Linked DNA regions of Mus musculus: regions 1, 2, 4, 5 and 6 are each linked to region 3. Evidence: chromatin contacts called from public HiChIP or PLAC-seq, Micro-C and promoter capture Hi-C data. All regions are on one chromosome and are shown on one strand. Each heading gives the region's core, a stretch centred on a gene start, on an enhancer-like site or on the middle of the called end of the contact. The rest is flanking DNA. Distances are from core to core; before and after follow the strand shown. Region 1 holds the start of Accs (1-aminocyclopropane-1-carboxylate synthase (non-functional)). Region 2 holds the start of Pex16 (peroxisomal biogenesis factor 16). Region 3 holds the start of Trp53i11 (transformation related protein 53 inducible protein 11). Region 4 holds the start of Ext2 (exostosin glycosyltransferase 2). Region 5 holds the start of Chst1 (carbohydrate sulfotransferase 1). Region 6 overlaps Gm13817 (a long non-coding RNA gene).

What was found. Promoter capture Hi-C pulls out the DNA fragments that hold promoters and counts their contacts. A called contact is a pair of places that touch in the nucleus more often than the background predicts. HiChIP or PLAC-seq counts read pairs in DNA pulled down with a chosen protein or histone mark. Capture Hi-C pulls out chosen DNA fragments and counts their contacts.
Region 1: an H3K27ac HiChIP or PLAC-seq map of thymic regulatory T cells shows a contact between it and region 3, with 13 times the contacts expected there. The contact joins the promoter of Accs here to the promoter of Trp53i11 in region 3. A contact is called at or near these places in 2 of 484 Hi-C or Micro-C datasets (CD4 T cells and cerebellar granule neurons), 3 of 115 datasets of contacts at active chromatin or transcription factors (embryonic stem cells, memory CD8 T cells and thymic regulatory T cells) and 3 of 9 other capture datasets (embryonic stem cells, liver and pancreatic islet).
Region 2: a contact with region 3 is called in a Micro-C map of embryonic stem cells, with 2.6 times the contacts expected there. The contact joins the promoter of Pex16 here to the promoter of Trp53i11 in region 3. A contact is called at or near these places in 2 of 484 Hi-C or Micro-C datasets (both in embryonic stem cells) and 1 of 115 datasets of contacts at active chromatin or transcription factors (memory CD8 T cells).
Region 4: a contact with region 3 is called in a promoter capture Hi-C map of maxillary cranial neural crest. The contact joins the promoter of Ext2 here to the promoter of Trp53i11 in region 3. A contact is called at or near these places in 3 of 39 promoter capture datasets (cranial neural crest, maxillary cranial neural crest and pre-B cells), 6 of 115 datasets of contacts at active chromatin or transcription factors (embryonic midbrain, embryonic stem cells, neural tube and 1 more) and 2 of 9 other capture datasets (embryonic stem cells and liver).
Region 5: a contact with region 3 is called in a promoter capture Hi-C map of adipose tissue, with 4 times the contacts expected there. The contact joins the promoter of Chst1 here to the promoter of Trp53i11 in region 3. A contact is called at or near these places in 4 of 39 promoter capture datasets (the SN4741 cell line, embryonic stem cells and hippocampal neurons), 3 of 484 Hi-C or Micro-C datasets (embryonic stem cells and nephron progenitors), 5 of 115 datasets of contacts at active chromatin or transcription factors (embryonic forebrain, embryonic midbrain, embryonic stem cells and 1 more) and 1 of 9 other capture datasets (adipose tissue).
Region 6: a promoter capture Hi-C map of hippocampal neurons shows a contact between it and region 3, with 2.1 times the contacts expected there. The contact joins the enhancer-like site here to the promoter of Trp53i11 in region 3. A contact is called at or near these places in 4 of 39 promoter capture datasets (the 3T3-L1 cell line, hippocampal neurons and liver) and 2 of 115 datasets of contacts at active chromatin or transcription factors (embryonic stem cells and epiblast stem cells).

The regions. Positions count from the first base shown.
Region 1 is chr2:93,848,314-93,851,245 of GRCm38.p6, forward strand. Accs (1-aminocyclopropane-1-carboxylate synthase (non-functional)) reads right to left here and starts at 1,630. Exons shown (of 15, transcript NM_001290782.1): 1 at 1,452-1,630.
Region 2 is chr2:92,373,864-92,376,563 of GRCm38.p6, forward strand. It overlaps Pex16 (peroxisomal biogenesis factor 16), which reads left to right and starts at 1,376. Exons shown (of 11, transcript NM_145122.2): 1 at 1,376-1,812; 2 at 2,008-2,043. The coding sequence starts at 1,701.
Region 3 is chr2:93,186,152-93,188,853 of GRCm38.p6, forward strand. It overlaps Trp53i11 (transformation related protein 53 inducible protein 11), which reads left to right and starts at 1,397. Exons shown (of 8, transcript NM_001025246.2): 1 at 1,397-1,596.
Region 4 is chr2:93,821,267-93,824,207 of GRCm38.p6, forward strand. It overlaps Ext2 (exostosin glycosyltransferase 2), which reads right to left and starts at 1,302. Exons shown (of 14, transcript NM_010163.3): 1 at 1,121-1,302.
Region 5 is chr2:92,598,104-92,601,021 of GRCm38.p6, forward strand. It overlaps Chst1 (carbohydrate sulfotransferase 1), which reads left to right and starts at 1,604. Exons shown (of 3, transcript NM_023850.2): 1 at 1,604-2,045.
Region 6 is chr2:92,528,115-92,530,951 of GRCm38.p6, forward strand. It overlaps Gm13817 (a long non-coding RNA gene), which reads right to left. Exons shown (of 4, transcript XR_374783.4): 3 at 2,200-2,329; 4 at 1-1,746. Among named protein-coding and RNA genes, the nearest start is that of Gm13817, 12 kb to the right of the region's middle. Within about 2 kb of position 1,422, at least 201 of the 459 cell types and tissues checked have an H3K27ac peak or open chromatin away from gene starts, as enhancers often do. A contact at or near this core is called in epiblast stem cells and hippocampal neurons, where this site is marked.

The sequences.
Region 1 (2,932 bases), core at 380-2,879, 660 kb after region 3:
GTATAGGCCCAAGAACATCCTCTGATATCATTCTGGGAGCTGTCCACATTTGCTTTTTTGAGACAGGGTCTCTCACTAGGCCCTAAAGTTTGCAGATTAGGTTAGACTTTTGAGCCAGTGAGGCCCAGAGACCAGCCTGTCTTCATCTCCCCAGCTCTAGAATGATGAAGAGTGAACATCGGACTATTGTTATCTGGGTTCTGGGGATAAAATTCAGGTCCTCATGACTGCAAAGCAAGAAAAGCATTTTACACTTTACTGCCTAGGCTGGTTGCGCTCTCTCTCTCTCTCTCTCTCTCTCTCTCTCTCTCTCTCTCTCTTTCCTGGTTTTCCCCTGAGGTTGCCTGATGCTGGCCTTGAACTCTTGTCCTCAGGTGATCCTCTTTTCTCAGCCTCCCTAGTAGCTGGAACTAAGATATCTGCCTCTTCTTGCAAGCTGTGTATCATCCCTTGTGTCCTTATCCAGTTAAACACTTCAACAAACACAATCTGTTGAGGACCTGTGAGCACCACACCAGGCTGGCTACATAGAAACGAAGCTAATCTACTGTGGCTTTAGCTTGCAGCATTTCTGCATTTGTTTCTCCTTTCGGCAGCCTCAGGGATCACCAACAATCTTTCCCCCTGCTTGCTCACCTCAGTTTCAGAACACCAGGCTATTTCCCAAGCAGATCACTGCTACAGTTCTGGACTTCTTGTGTGATGGGTGGATAGGAGCAGAAGGTGGTGGGAAGTGGGGGTGGGGGTGAAAGGGGAGTAGGAGTTACAAGTGCAGGCACTCCTGGATCCTGTCTCTACTCACAAAGGACACAAGGGCCGCAGAGGAGGGTCTCCTGCCTACCAAAATGTAGGAGCCTCCTAAGGATTCCTCTGTCATGCCGCACCTGCGCTCTGGTGGACCAATAACCATCTCAAAGAATAACAGTGAGGACCTGAGGGCGATAAAGCACTCATACCAAACTCTGGCTAGTGGCCAAAAGTCTAAAATATGAATCACTCTATCACAAATGCTCTCTGATTTCCCTGTCTCAAGGTACAAGTCTTACTTGGTAGATGGTTGATGGGGACACAGAAAATGCCCTCCCCTCCCGCAGTTTACTTTTGTTTTGCAAATCTTGGGGTCCTCCCCAAGGTGGCGGGACTCAGCAAAGCACACGCCTGCTCCACCGATAGCCTAGATCCGAGGAAAAACATCACCAAATGCTCGGGCTGTGGACAACGCGGTACAGACCTAAATGCAGCCAGAACCCAGCAGGAGCTCAAGGCGCTGTAGTCAATCAGGCCTAGTGATCTCACCAGCCCAACCAAGACAACAAAGACAGAATGGTCTGCAGGGCCCGCCAGGGGTTTCCGGGCCTCAGAGACTTCCAGACCTAAGGGCAGGAAGCGATCAAGAGCACCGCGGAGCGAACCCGGCCCCTTCGGTGCACTGTGGCGGATACAGCACCTACTTTGGACCTTGGGTTTTCACGCGCGCGATATTCTCCGGATCGGACTTCCGTGATACCGGAGCAGCCTGCCCCCTGGCGATCTGGCGGGAACACAGGGAAGGAGTCTGTGCCCTGACTCCTGGTCACAGAAGAGGAAGCTCCGGTCTTCAGCACTTCCCTGTCTGCCAGAAACTGGAGTCCGAACTTAGAAATGGGAAAGAAACAGAGGGGTGGAGGATCTTGGTTAAGACAAGGCCACGCCCACTCCATTCCTTCTCTCATTGGCTGAGCTCAGATACCTCTAGCTTTTCGGACACACTTGCTCAGAGCCGCTGAAACACCAATCTTCCTGGGCATTACCTAAGCATGAGATCTCCCCGCCATCTATTTGTAAAGGCTTCTCTCAAGGCCCGGAAAAAAAAGATTTACAAAAGAAATATAGAAAAGTATCGACATGTATATGTATATTCATATGGCCATGGGAACACCCAGGAATGAATAGCTCTCAAAGGGGGACTTCTTTGAATTCCAGTCTATACTAAATAGATTTTTAGAGATGTGAGGAGACAAAGGAAAAACTTCAATTCCAGGTACTAGAAAAAAATGCAAGAAAGCAACGAGAAGTTGTAAGTCGTTTTCACTGTGTGCCTGCAGAGGCATGCCAAATTGAGTGCAAATACCAAATCGAATAACTCCACCTCTTATAGTTATGCTAGGAAACAACCTCTTGTCAAACACAGACCAGGAGGCTCAGACCGATAGATAACGATCTATGCAAATATAATACTGCCACCTATAAGCCTCCCAGAGTCAGGAGCATAATCTAGGTAGTTTAACAGTGGCTATGCTCACACAGGAGACACTGCGCGCCAGTGATGGCTAAGTTGACAAGGTAGCATGCCTCCGTAGTTCCAATCTGTCACAGAAGTTGTGGTGGTTTGGATGAGAATGCCCGCCCCCAGGCTTATGTTTTTGAATATTTGGTTCCCGTTTGGTGGACTGTTTAAGAATTATAAAGTGTGCTTTTGTTGGCAAATGTGTGGCCTTTGAGGTTTCAAAAGCCACGCCCCGTCTCTTTCTCTGCCTTCCGCCTGAGGATCATGTAAGTTCTTAGCCACTGCTGCAGCACCATGCCTGCCTGTCACTGCACTCCCCTCTGGATCTGTAAGCAAGCCCCTAGGTAAATGCTCCTTTTTATAAATGTCCTTGGTATGGGTCACTCTTCCAAGAAAAACACCAAGACCTATTGAGGTGCTTACTAAGGACAGAGGAAATACAGAAGAGTAGGAGAGGAAGGTAGTTATACACACCAGCTCAAACCAACTGCTGAAGTGAGGATTGTGATCGACGTGACCGTTTCTGTCACATTGTGTTAAGACTGTGTTTGTACAGATATTTGTTTTCTTTTGTCAAATCCCTTATCATGTAATGCTAACATCAAATTAAGATAATATCAGTGGTTGTCATATTTAAGTTATGAGATACTCAAAGAATGCCCCTCA
Region 2 (2,700 bases), core at 126-2,625, 810 kb before region 3:
AAAAACGACTTCCACAGTTCCCATACCAGACTCTTCTGAGGCTCACCGCACCTTTCCTTGAATCTTTGCTGGCACGAGTGGTTGGCAACAATGGGAGCCTGGCTCCACATGGATCAAAGAAAGGGAAGGAAGTGGTGGCATGTTGGGACACTTCATTCCCTGTGCCTTAAATTCCTGGTGAGTGTGCTGCTTAAACCGCCTGGTTCTGGCTCAGGCTATTGGTTTTTCGAGACAGGGTTTCTCTGTGTACCTCTGGTTGTCCTGGAACTCACTTTGTAGACCAGGCTGGCCTCGAACTCAGAAATCTGCCTGCCTCTGCTTCCGCCTCCGCCTCCGAAGTGCTGGGATTAAGGTGTGTGCCACCACTGCCCGGTTAAACGAGCATTTCTTAACTCCTGAATCCATCTTTCCAGCTCTCTAATGAGAATTTTTATTAGTGTTTTATTAATTGTACAAAACAATGTGCTTTGTCTCTTGTGCTGGCACATGCCTTTAATCCCGGCACTTGGGAGGCAGACGTAGGCAGATCTCTATGCATTTGAGGCCAGCCAGGGGTTCACAGTGAGATCCTGTCTCAAAACATGCAAACTAAAATAATGAGCTTCATTATGACATTTTCGTACATGCACGTAATATAGTGGATGGGCGTAACGGCATATTCTGTCCTTGTCTAAAGATAATATCTGGTAGGGTATTAAATGTATTACAATTCTTTATATACCATAAATTCGCGGGCGGAGTCCGCAATGGCGCAGATTTGCCAAGCCCCCTCTTCCCACAGCCAATCAACTGCCTCCCAGGAACGGTTCCCTCCCTCCACTTCTGCAGCACCTTGACAGCATTGCAGCTCAGTTCATGAATGGAGCCATAGGAGTTTCCACCAACTCTTGGAGGCCAGCTTAGAACCTGGAAGTGCATCCAAGGGCCGGAAAACGCTGGGATTCATTCCGAGTTCAAGGTCCAAGTCGGGCCCAAATAATTTTGTAGATGAGGAAACCCGAGGTGCAGATCGGGGAAGCTAATGCGCAGGGTCGTCCCTAAACGGAGAGCAGAGGGATAGGCCAGGGTATTCTCCAAGGAGGGAGTCATCGGGTACGGGTTTTGGGGGTCCATGTGTTCTGAAGAAACTGGAGCCGAAGCCACTGTTCTAAATCTGCTGGTTAGGCTTGCCCCAGCAAAAACCCGGCACTGGCTTTTGTGAAAAACTCGAGACTGGCGGCTGCTGAGACCTATTTACGACAATTTCAAGGTTCCCTGTGCCTTAAATCCCAAACTCTTTGCTTCCCGACCCTCCCGTTCGAGCTCTCGGCGATCTTCTGAGAAAGTCTGAGGCTCCTTAGTACCTTCTCTAGTATGAACTGTTCAGCCTGCCCGCAAGTTGTAACTACGCAGGCGCCAAGACAGCCAACCAAGGAGGCTGCAGATCGGGTGCCAGAAGCTCTAGAGAGCTTCAGGGCGGAGAGAGAAGGAGCCAATGGCTGGAAGGAGGGAGGGTGGGAGCTCCCGGTCTCGGGGAGGAGGCGCTAGAGATGGGGTGAAGGGGCGTTCAGGGGCTCCGCGGGTCTAAGTCCTCCTGGGCTGCGGAAGTTGAGCAACCGGGAGGCGGGCTTAGGGCCGGAAGCAGGAAGGAGGGCTCAGGACGCAGGGCGCCGCTGCCAGCCTTGCTGTCGGCCGGTGGGACTGTCAGTGGCCAGAGCAGGATGGAGAAGCTACGGCTCCTGAGCCTCCGCTACCAGGAGTATGTGACTCGTCATCCAGCCGCCACGGCCCAGTTGGAGACGGCTGTGCGGGGCCTCAGTTACCTGCTGGCAGGTGCCACACTGACCTTTGACCCATTTCTTGGGGACTCTGACCCAGGAACCCTATGGCTCTTTGCCTGCTGACCCAGGGTAGTGGTCGCGGTGCTTCAGTTCTGTCTGGGTTCCTGTGGCGTAGAGGAAACTAGAGAACCCAAAGCCGCAGGGTAAAACAGACGCTCACCAACGCCTTCTATACCTTCTTCCCTAGGTCGCTTCTCCGATTCACACGAGCTGTCTGAACTGGGTAAGTTGGACTCTGGGCTGGGGAGGGAGAAGGCTTCCAGCGGAACCTTGATTGAAGGTCCTGAGCTTCCCTCTAGATCAGCTGTCCATCGCCCAAGACAGTTGGTGTCCCCAGAGTTGGGCGACCTGTGAGGGCTCTGACTGGCTTCTCACTCCTGGTTTTGCTTAGGATTAAGCAACTTTCCTGACCTTGCTAGTTCATCAGACCTATGAGTATGAGAAGGGCACTGTTGTTCTGTCTAGCTGAAGGAATACAAGTTCAGAAAAGTCCTTGATGTCAGGACCAGTGTTCAAGTGCCCCCACCTCCCTGCTGTAAGGGCTCTGTTTGCTTAGTGGGGGTAGTGAAGATCATGAAAGGATGAGGGGGATTTTGAAAGGTAGGTGTGATGTAGTCCTTCAGGGGGGACCATCTGAAGAGAGCAAAGATGAGTTGGTGGGACCACACATTTGGCTGTTTGGAACATGACAGGCAGTTTTGAGCAGCTCAGTAACCAGTGCTGTCCAGCAGAGCAAGGGCTGGCTTGTCACTCCAATCAGCTCATTTCTTACTGGCTCAGATGTCATCATGGAGAGAATGGGGCTCTGAGGTAGTGGGCGGAGAGGCTTGTTGGTTTCCACACAGTCTGTGGGTAGCTGTGATCGGTAGGGCTCTGGGGT
Region 3 (2,702 bases), core at 147-2,646:
ACTAGCCAGGTGTTCAGCAAAAGCGGGTGGCACTGTGGGAAGGGAGTTTAGTTGCCTTGGTAATCAGGAGGCTAACAGCCACTGAGAGCTGACTTGCTATGCACCAGACACTCTTCTGTTTACTTCCTTGCAAAGGGCACAGCCCCTCCTGTCCAGCCCCAGCCACTGGGAGGGCCATGGAGCCTACCTGGTATGTTAGCACCTCACACATGATCAGGTTTGGTTAACATGGCCTGCAGCTGTAACTGGAATCTCAGCAACAGCCACAAGGTACTTCCTGCTATAAGGTCACACCCCTTTGTAGGTAAGGAGGCAAGACTTGGAGAGGTTAGGAAACTTGCTTGCCTAGGGCTAAGCTAAACAACAGAGCCAGGATTTGAACCCAGGTATTCTAGTTCTGTAGCCTGGAGCAGAAAAGCAAAACTTAACTCTGGAGCCAGAGGCACACCTAGTTGAGTTATAGTGAGGGGCAGCTACTCTCCATCTCTGCCCCAGTTCTTTACCTTCAACCTTGCTTCTCTCAGTCCCCACCCTCCCTCAAGCCTTTACTATATCAGTCCAGAAGACAAGATCCAGAGGTTTCTTTCAGCAGGAAGCAGGGCCCTGGGCAAAAATCAACTGCTATAAAGGGTTTCTCAGGGAGTCCAGAGCCAGGCATGGGACAGGTTGTAGGTGCTGGTCTTTTTAGTTTGAGAGACTTCTCAAGACTCACCTGGGACTCTCTCTTGGCATGAGCTGTTTGCTTCCACCAACAAATACTCTGAAGCCACAGATAAGATCCAACCTTGCCACACGCAGCACATAGCACAGCAACTGCAGTAGAAGTCTCAGCGGGTAAGAGTTCTTGTCATTTGGGATTCACACCAAACTGGGGAGATGGGTGACCTGGGTGACAGAACACTCATTCACCAATTATCTTAAGGCCTTGGCTATGTATTAATGACTCGAAGTTTTGTGAACTGGGACTAGTCCTATTGGACTGCTGGGAACGCTAAGGTTTTATTTTTGAAAGTGGTTTAGCAAACGATGAATTGTAAATTGCTTTTAACCGTGTTGTTTCACCCGTGGGGGACCCTAACAGTCATAGCAGGTGCCTTCCTTCCACCCTAGACACCGGCCTAGGCCTGAGAATGGATGTTTCATAAACCCGTAGGGGTATGTTTGCAGTCCGGGAGAAAGGGGCGCTGTCTTCAGAACTTCCGAGAAAGTCCTGGGTGGCACAGCGGCAGGTTGTCCCCGTCCGGGGATCCCCCTAGCCAAGCGAGGGTGCGCCCTCCGCAGGCGGCTCCCGGTAGGCCCTCCGTTTCAGCTCTGGGTCTCCCCCCCAACCCCTCTGTGCCCGCCCCGGCCACCTCGGGGGCGAGGCAGCCCAGCGCGTGGGAGGGGACGGCGCGCCATTGGCTTGTGCGCGGCACTAGAGGAGGGACCAGTGCGGGCCGCCAGACTCGGGCGAGCCCAGCAGCGCCAGGAGTCCAGCTTGCCCTGCCCTGCCCTGCCCTGCCTGCCTAGCGCGGCGCCGCGATGTGAGACTCCCCGGGCCGGAGCGTCCGCAGGGCACGCCAGCTCCGCGAGCGCAGCACCCCGCGCGCCAGGAACGTAAGTCTGCTGCCGGCAGCCGCTAGCCTCACACTTCACCGCCGTTGCCACCGCGCTGGCCGCTGCCTGCGCAGCGCAGCCCGGGGACGCCGGGGGGCCTTAGGGACCGCTGGGGGCATCGAGCACCCTGCGAACGACAGCCGGGCGCCAGGACAGCTTGGCACTTGCGGGGCGGCGGGCGCCCGAGACCCCCGCTGAGCTCCTACTGGCACTGTCCTCTGTCCTTTTCGTTTGTCCCCTTGCACTGACTCGGTTTCCCTTTCTCCCCCAGCTCTCTTCTCCGCCACCTCCTTCCCCAGGGGCTGTTTATTTCGCTCTCGGCCTCCTCCAGGGCTTTATCTCTTTGATTCGGAGCTAGTGAGAGCGGAGAGTAAAGCAGTTTCTTTTATCCCGGGGTCTCTGTCTTCAGCGCTTGGTTCTCGGTCCCCTCCCCCTTTCTCGCCACCGCCCCCCCTCCTCCCGCCTTTGTTTCCCGGCGGGAGGATTGCGCGGTGTAAACTTGCGAGTTTCCGGGTCCTCGCCCCCACGGGTACGCGGGCGGAGAAGGTGGAGGGGTTCCCGCTGTCCAGTGGTCTGGCCGGACCTTTTGTGTGGGTGCCGGGGACTGGAGGAGTCGCGGACTCTCGCTTCACAAAGTGGGGGAGTGTCCTCGGCGCGGAGATGAAGATAGATCAGAGGGGGAAGGGGCAAAGCCGGCGACACTCCTGAGTCCCTGCTGGAGAGGAGCGGGCAGAAAAGTGTTTGGGCCTGACCCCAGTCGGGGGTGGTGGTGTCAGGAGGGTATTGCAGGTGGACCCGGGCGACTCTCTCTCCCAAACCGCGCAGACAGCTGTAAAGTGTAGCGCCATTGCCTGGCGCAGGATGGATTGGGGTCCCGTGTAGTGCGCAGAAAATATTACGCGCACCATCCTCGGGGCACAGCGAGGCCAGCCGCTCGCTTCGGCTCCCCTTTCGTCGCCTTCTTGCATCCTGGATGGAGCGGGCTTCTCCTCCTGCCTGTGAGGTGGAGGAGCAGGGATAGGCCCAGGACCCACTCCCACTTTGACCCAAAGCTTTACAAGCACACGGCCAAGGCCTCCTCAAAGTCCCCCAGCACGGACTTCCTG
Region 4 (2,941 bases), core at 52-2,551, 640 kb after region 3:
GAATTGCTCCTTCCTAACACTGGCCTGAAACACCTTTCTTCCAAGCTCCGGGCTATAGCCAATCCACTCAGCCCAGCATTCCAAGTCACAATTTCCTGTTGTCTTAGCCTTTTTAGAGCTGTCCTGCCCGCTGAACAGCCTGCCACCGCTACACAGGAATGCTTCTGAAAGCAAAGAAGGCAAACAGACACAAACTTACGGTGCACAGCCATGACAGGATTAGAATTAGAGTTCCAGTGTGGCTCATTACCTCCAAAAAGGGTTTCCAATATAAAGACACTGTTTGACTGACCGTGGCAGTTACATCACGGTGAATACGTTAAGTACCCAAGTGAACACTTACCCTACACATGTGCATTTAGTATGTGCTACTTCATCCTCCTGACAGCACTGTGTGACAAACTTCTGAACCTCCCTGTGGTGGAGAAAGGTCAAGAGCAAGGCTAAGAACTTCCAGGGTTCCACAACAGAACTCCAAGGCTGGGCTTCAGCGCCCAGCAGCCTGGATCCTCAGATGACTACACAGGCTCTATAGAGCAACTAGGAGGTTTAAGTCAGGGAAAGTGACTGTAATAAAAACTCAACCGTGTTTATTATTCCCGTGAATCGCCTTGAGTTCCAGAGTACACACAAAGTTCAATTACACTACTTAGAACTAATGGCTGACTTTTAAAAATTGAAATGGACCTGCCCTAGACTCAAGACAACATCCACACTCCCTAAGTGATAGGGCGCTTCCAGATTGGCACCTGATAAGTGACACCAAACCATTATTTGACTCTCAAAACTGGACACTGTTCCCAGCATCCGGAGCGCATCTCCCAACGCTCGGAGCCAGTGGTTCCTTCCTGAGCCACCCTCTCCACCGCGTCCCACCCAGAACATGCACTGGACGACACCGGTCCTGGACAGCCAAGGTGTAAGGCCTTCCTGGGAGGACTCGGGTCCCACAACGCCCGATTACAACAGGAAGCAGAGGTTCTGGACAGGAGGTCAGGCCTGGGGACCGGGGCACAGGTACAGCAGGGGCCGCGGTGCAGCGCTGCGGCGCTCCTGCAGCCCCGGGGCTCCCAGAGGCCCAGCCCCGAGGCCCACCCGGCCGCCCGCGCGCCGCGCTCACCTCGGAACCGGCCGCTTCCCGCTCGGCCCCGCGCTCCGTCACCGGCTCTTGCCGCGGGCCGCGAGCCACGGCTGTGTCGGATCGCGCGGTGACGGGAGCCCGCCGCCAGCACCAGGTACCCTGGAGCCAGCGGGGAAGCCTGCGCCGGCCTCCAGTTCCCCACGGCTGACACGGCGCGCACTGCGCATGCGAAGCGGTAGCGCCGCGCCCCCTGCTGGACAGGAGGAGTCAGCGCACGTGAGCATTCCCGTTCGGGGCAAAGGCAGAGTGACAGCCAGGCGCACCAAGCTCTGGGATAAAACTGTGGAAAAGGCAAGCATTTGGGTCAGGCGTGGTGGCTTATATCCATAATCTCAGCACAGCAGAAGGATCACTCACTAGTTCCAGGCTAGCTTAGCCATAAAGAGACAATCTACAACTCTGCAAAGCATAGTTAGGCCCCCAGGGCAATTTGGCAGTATCCATCAAGGTGTAAAAAAAAAAAAAAAACTCCCTAGCCCTGCAATTCCAACCAACCTTCTTTGTAGTTTACCCTGCAGAAAGTCTCACCACTTATTGAAACATTCACCAGCCGGGCGAGGTGGCGCACGCCTTTAATCCCAGCACTCGGGAGGCAGAGGCAGGTGGATTTCTGAGTTCGAGGCCAGCCTGGTCTACAAAGTGAGTTCCAGGACATCTCCTGGCTATACAGAGAAACCCTGTCTCGAAAAACCAAAAAAAAAAAAAAAAAAAAAAGAAGAAGAAAGAAAAGAAAGAAAGAAACATTCACCGCACTATTTCTAATACTAGCAAGAAAGTAAACTGTAGGATTATGGAACAACGGAGAAGGAGTCGTCATACCAGTCAGCAAGGTAATATCTCCAAGACAGGCTAATGAGAAGCCACAGTCCCTTAAGAAGGGACAAGCACGATCACTTTTAGTTAAAATGTGCTTGTGCAAAATCAGAAGAGAGAAAATGTGTGAGCAGATGCTTGTGTCCAGGTGTAAGTATAATATTTTTCTGGGAAAAAAATCCAGCCGGGCAATGGTGGCGCACGCCTTTTATCCCAGCACTTGGGAGGCAGAGGTAGGCGGATTTCTGAGTTCGATGCCAGCCTGGTCTACAGAATGAGTTCCAGGACAGCCAGGGCGACACATAAAAACCCTGTCTCGAAAAACAAAACAAAACAAACAAACAAACAAAAATCCAAGACGCAGTTATAAAATTTTGGAAGTAACTGGAGCGGCATGCATAGTGGCATCTGTCACAAGGCAGCAAAAAGCTGAGTGACAGTTACTGAAAGGCTAATGAGGCAACCCAGCTTGCCATTGCTGGCTGTAGTTCTTCATCTGTCCACGAGATGCGAATGCATTTTGGTCCCGATTGTACTTTAGCGCCACCTCGTGGATATTGTTACTTACAGCTTAAATACCCACAGAGATTACTGTCTGGAGACCTAGGAAGACTTTCCTCACCAACAAAGATTCCAGTATTGGGGGGTTACTATCTCTTTGTCTTAGACCTAGAGAGATTGGAATGAGAAAAATCTAGGGACAGAAGGTTCTGTCCAAATTCCTCTTCCCACATCTAACAGAATGTGTCTCTATCCCTCAAACACACACACACACACACACACACACACACACACACTACTAAACTCACTATATACACCCATTTGAGAACTGGATGGGTGACGTCAATGTTGGCCAATGGTACCACAGCCAAATTCCTGGAATTCCACAGGACAGTGGCTTGTATCATTTTAAAAAGAAAACTTAAGGTTTATTATTATTATTATTATTATTATTGTTATTCTATCACGTATTGGTCTCTCTGTGTG
Region 5 (2,918 bases), core at 354-2,853, 590 kb before region 3:
GGGGTGGGGGATGCCGGGTACAGCTGCAGCTGGAGCTGCTGCATCAGGGATGTCAGGAAAGGCGATGTTAGTTGTCTTCTCTGAGGAGGTGGTGGGGGACAGGAGTTTATAGTTAGGGGTTGGCAACTGTAACCAAGACAAATGACCATGTGGCCTACTGGGACCCTTGGAGCAGAGGTCTTCACGTCATCTGGTTCCATGTGAAGCCTTTTCTGAAGATATGCCCCTTGGGGTCTCCGGGAGACTCCTAGACATTATGTTATTCCCTTCTTAGCGAACAAGTAAGCATCCACCCAAGCTAACATGGGAGCTGTTGCCCTAGGAGATAAGAAAAAGCACCTCCATTTTTCCTCGTGAGGAAACTGAGGCACGGGTGGGGGAGGACTGCATCACATGGTCACACAGCAGACTCACAAAGGCTCCTCTGCACTGAGAACTTCCAGGTGAATATAACCTCATTAAAAAACAAAACAAAACAAAAAAAAAACCCGTTGTTCTCTGCACCGTATCAGGAGTGACAGACGGATGGACAGATCGTGTTCTAGGAGACGTAAGAGACGGTGGAGATGGAAGCCCACTCCTTTGGACGATCGCTACCACTCTGGACAAAGTCTACTACTGCCTTTGGTCCAGAGCCCTGCAAAGTACCTACACATCTTCAGATGGGAAACAGGTCAGGATGGGGTCTGGGTTTGTGCGCATGGACACCTTGGTGGCCAATGGTAGAAGTGGGTTTTCCCTCCTCTTCAGTTCAGGGCCACAGGCATTCCTCTGCTGGCTTCATTTTTCCTCCAGGCCACACTGAGGGCTCAGGGGTATGTTTCTCTTGTCACTAGCTATAGTGTTCGGTGCTTCTGACATGCAGGAGATGCTCAGTCGATATTTATGCAGAGAACGAAGGACCACTGTAGTGCCAGGGCTTTGCCGCTGTCCTGGTCCCACAAGTGCAGCTTGTGGACTGGTAACTACCTGGGAAGACAGATGCAGCCTAGGAGGAAGGGGCTGGGCAGGATGGAAAGCTTCCTCTAGCAAAGGAACTCTAGTGTCCGACTAACTGGCCAGCTCCACCCAGCCCCTGCTGAAAGGGGATGACAGGATCTGGGGCAAATGAAACATTTCTTTAGTTGTGGGTGATGGAAGAGAAGCAGGGGCATGTAGTGGAATATCGACTTCAGTTCTGGGTTTGGGAGTCTCTGATTGCCCTGGCTGGGGAAAGGAGCCAGGGTCAGGTTGGGGCTGTAGCCAGACTTGGGTATCCAGAGGCTTTGGCTGCATAGATAGAGCCATGCCTTCGCTAGGGCGGGTGTAGGGGGAGAGGGCAGGCCAAGAGGTACCCGTGCTGCTGCCGCTTGGCCTCCTCAACTCGGGGGTGGGGGGTGGGGGGTGCGGGGTGGAGGGTGGGGGGTGTGGCTGCCTCGGCCCGCCGGTGGGTTGGCTCCGGAGCCCTGCTAGTGGGGGTGTCCCGGCGCTCCCGGCCTGGGCTGCGCGGGGGGGGGGGGGGCGGGAGGGCGCGCGCTGACGGGGTCGGGCGGAGAGGGGGCGGGCGGCGCTGGGGGTGGAGCCGGGACCGCAGCGCCTGCCACCCGCTAGCTCGGCGCTGAAGCAACCACCGCTGCTTTTGACTCCGAGACGCAAGGAGGGTACTCCGTGAGGCTCTGGCCTCCGAGGCTGCTGCTGTCCTCCGGAGACTGGGGCTGCAGTGCTCGGTGTCCCGGTGCCTGGCCCTGATCTCTCTCTCTCTCTCTCTCTCTCTCTCTCTCTCTCTCTCTCTCTCTCTCTCTCTCTCATCAGGAAAAGGCACTGTGCAGAGCGAGCCACCCGGAGCTAGCGCCCCCGAGCCATGGAGAGGGGCCCGTGAGGGACGCGCGGAGGCGGAGGAAGAGGCTTGGGAGGAGGGAGGCCGAGGAGCAGGGCGCGGGAGGAGGAGGATGCCGCCGCCACCTCCACCGCCACCACCACCCGCGGGCCCCCGGAGAGCCTGACTCTAGACTAAGGATGGAGCCAGCGCTGGGCGCTGCAGCGGCTCCCGGCGCGCCCGCCACCAGGTATCGGCCGGGTCTCCCGGGCCCCGGGGCAGGCGGGAACGGACTGCACCGCAACAGCCGGGAGGGGCGGGGGCGCGGGCGCGGCGGGAGACGCCCCTAGCTCAGGGCCGGTGTCTCTGGGCGGTGCGCGGAGGCGGTGGCTAGGGACCGCAGAGTGCTGGGCGCTGGGAGAGGTTGGCTGGGGCTAGTAGCCCTCCGGAGAGCTCCGCGATCGCTCCTGACCTCCTCCTCTGGTGAGGGCAGCAAACTTGGGATAAACGTCTGCCCGGGGCTCCTGTTCTGCTGCTGCGGTACCCGCTCGGGTGTCTGCTCCGGGTTGATCATGCAACAGCCTGCTAGACCCGAGCGGCCGAGGTTGCCAGAGACCCTGAGGTTCCCGTGCCTCCTCTAACTTTACAAACCAGGCTTACACCCTGAGGCAAAGCACTGTCCCGGCCTCTTGCTTATAGCCTCGGTCTTGTATCGGCTTCTACTATGCTGGTGATAGGCTGGGCCCTTAGGAGACTAGGGCTGCCTGACGGTGCAGAGCTTCCCCCCACGCGAGGCCAAAACAATCCTAGCACCTCTCTGAGTAGGATATGGGGTGGTCAGCTTCTTTCGGGGTCCAGGGAGGGACACGGTGCTTGACTTTACAGTAACAGTAGACAGTGGCCCTAGCTGGAATCTATGGGTTAAAAGGCCACGCTATCTGAGGAAGGAAGGTCCTGCTAGGATGGCACCTTGGCTTGATTTCAGGTACCTCACCATGTCACCTCTCCCTACTCCAGGTCTGCCTCTTTTTAAGATTACATTCCTAGTACCCACTTCCTGATGGGCTTAACCGTTTAAGCAAGAGGCTTCTGGACACCAAGGCTTTTGGGGTCCAGGACCAGG
Region 6 (2,837 bases), core at 172-2,671, 660 kb before region 3:
CAGGCTCTTTTCTAACAACCCTCTCACCAGAACCACCTCAGGGTTACCTGAGAACTACCTCATCCCCAGGGAACCAGATGACCTTCCAGTAAGGCTCATTTCTTTAAAGTCCCACCAGTTCAACACTGTCACCAACACTCGGGCCTCTGTAATATAGCCACACCCCAAACACAACCCAGGGAAGGAGAGCAGCCAGGGCCTCCCAAGGGGTGGGAACACTTTGTGGAGTTATGGGGTGCCTCAGGGAGAAACAGTGGGTCAGGCAGAGGGCAACCAGCAAGAGGGCTGTAGAAGGGGCCGTATTAACTAGAGGAAGATGTGTCAGATCACCTCACCTTAGGCTGGATGGCTTTACTGTTTTAACTTCTGTGTTGGGAAATCTTTCAGAGAGTTAAAGAACAGTGACAAGATACATTCATGCTTAAGATTTCCCTTGGCCACTGAATGGAGTCAGATGACCGCAGGCACCTTTTGAGGACAGGGAATCCAAGGTCTAGCAGGCAAACATTTGCGTCACAGTTCATTCCATTTGTGGACTCTGCTTCTTTTTAAGTGAGCTGTAACTGATCCAGGAGAGGCATCTAGGTAGTGTGGGGGAAGATATCAGGACACATGCCCGTGTAATAGTTCGTTCTGATTCATTAAAAGTCCTGCTGGGTCTGACCTGTGGCTTTCCAGGTCCAGTCCAAATAAGAAGTGGGGGCATCTAGAAAGAAAACATGGCTCCCAGGAAGGACTCCTGCAGACGTGGCATCAATAAATAAAAGTCCCAAGCTTACCTGACTTCTCTTCTTCTCCAGCATCCACTTCAACAAATCCCTCAGACTCACTCAAAACATCTGACTTGACCTTTTTCTCTAGGGATGCTAGGGAGCATCTTTTAAATCTTATCCCAAAGAGTGTTACCTACATAGTCGATCAATCAGTCACCGTCTCCTGGAGTTGTGCAGTTCCTGCTTCTCTCCAGCCTCACCCGGGGCTACCTTTCTCCGGCCGCCTACCTGCCTCTTACCTCTACAACTGCGGCTGAGAGCCAGGATCACAGAACCTGGGGAAGGTGCTTCCAGAGGCGACTGTGGAATGGGGCTGCCCTTCCACTCGCAGGCAGGGAAGTCTGGGTAGAGGGGAGGGGTCTTTTCGAAGCAGGTGGGACAGGCCGGTGCTCTACCTGTCCCTACTTTGTGTTCCAAGAAGCATAAAGTCTGGCGTTTGGGGGTGGCATGAGGAAATGGGTGGACGGTCGGTGCTAATGAGGCGTGTGTTTCAGCTGTTCGCAGTTGTTCCGCACAGAGGAAGCAGGAGGCCGGAAGCCTCTGGGCGGCGGCGAAGCTGGGAAAGCTTTAAGCTGGGAATCTGCGTCTCTCCAGCCACCAGCTTTGGAGGGGACAGCAGCGGCTCCCACTGGCTTCAGCTCTGCATTCTGGTTGGTTGTCTCTGCCCATCGGCAGCCAGCTCCAGGCCTGGTCCCACCCCATCTGCCGCACTATCACCCGGGATTGGCTGAACTCGGCAAGGCTAGGCTGCCTTGCCTCTCGCCATCAGATTCTTCATTAAACAAATGAATCACAATCCTAATTAATTTGAGCAACAGAATTTATGTAACTACTCCCAGCAGGATGTCTGCTCTCAGTCGGTAGCGAGATGAATTCCTCTCTCTGGGAAATTTCAGCCGCGCTGGTCAATAAAACCTTAATGATGACAGAAATTTCCCATCTGTCTCTGCTCTGAGCAGGTAACCCCTGCTACCTAGACAAGGGAGAGGACAAGGACGGTGAGAGACTGTCAGCCTGGATGAGCCCTGACCCACCTAGAACACACACTAGGCACCAACCAGCGAGAAGACTGCCAAGCCAGGCTTGTCCTGAATTACCTATACCCCGAAGGGGGTGTTTAACTTCTATTTGTAGAATGAATAAAAAAGTATGTGTTGCTCGTTGAGTTAGAAAATGGCCCTAAGGACCAGAGATATGACTCAGCGAGTTGCTTGCTCATCCCGCAAGTTTCACATCCTGAGTTGGATGTCCGGAACCCACATGGTAGGAGGAACGAATAAACTCCTTCCAGGTTTATTCTGACTTCTGCCCATGCAGTTATGGCATACACGCTGTCTCCCGCCCCCAGTAACTTTAAAATTTAAATGGCCTTAAGATCCAGAATTGCAAACACTCCTGGGCTTCCCCCTCCCTTTCCACTCCACACCTAATTTTGCCTTTTTAGTCTTCTGAGTCTTCTGGCTTACAGATTGGTCCTTGTGATGTCACCCTCCTGTCCTTGAACTAGCCATCCCTCACTTGAAACAGGCCTTTTGCTGTCTGCACCAGGAGGGTTTCTAAGTGAAAATGGTTTGGAATTAGTTTTCATTCCGACTCCCTCTATTCATCTGATCTCAACCTTCACCTCCTATGCAAAATACACAAACTTTTTTTGGCAGACAAAGCATTGTGAAAATGTGTCAGGGGGTGCCTGATTCATTTAATTATCACCGGGTGGAGTTTTAGGCAACAGTGCACAAGACAACTGGTTTCTAGGTTACAATCATCAGGCAGGCATAGAGTCCTTTTAGTGAGATTACAGGGATGGAGGGGCTTGGTGAGGACCCCAGGCTGGTTCTCAGCAGAGGGCTGCTACAGAAAGAGCAAGCCAGGCCCCACCCTGCTCTCTGCTTTCCATTACTTTCTCAGGAGAGTTGCTGCCGCTGTGACCCCTGCCACCACACCGTCTCCAGAGGGTGGCCCCAGAGTGCTGCCCACTCAAGTGTGATCTTTGAGCCTCCAAAGCTGTGAGCCAAACAAGCCTTTTCCTATGAAGCTGCTTTCTTTAGGCATTGCACTGTGGTA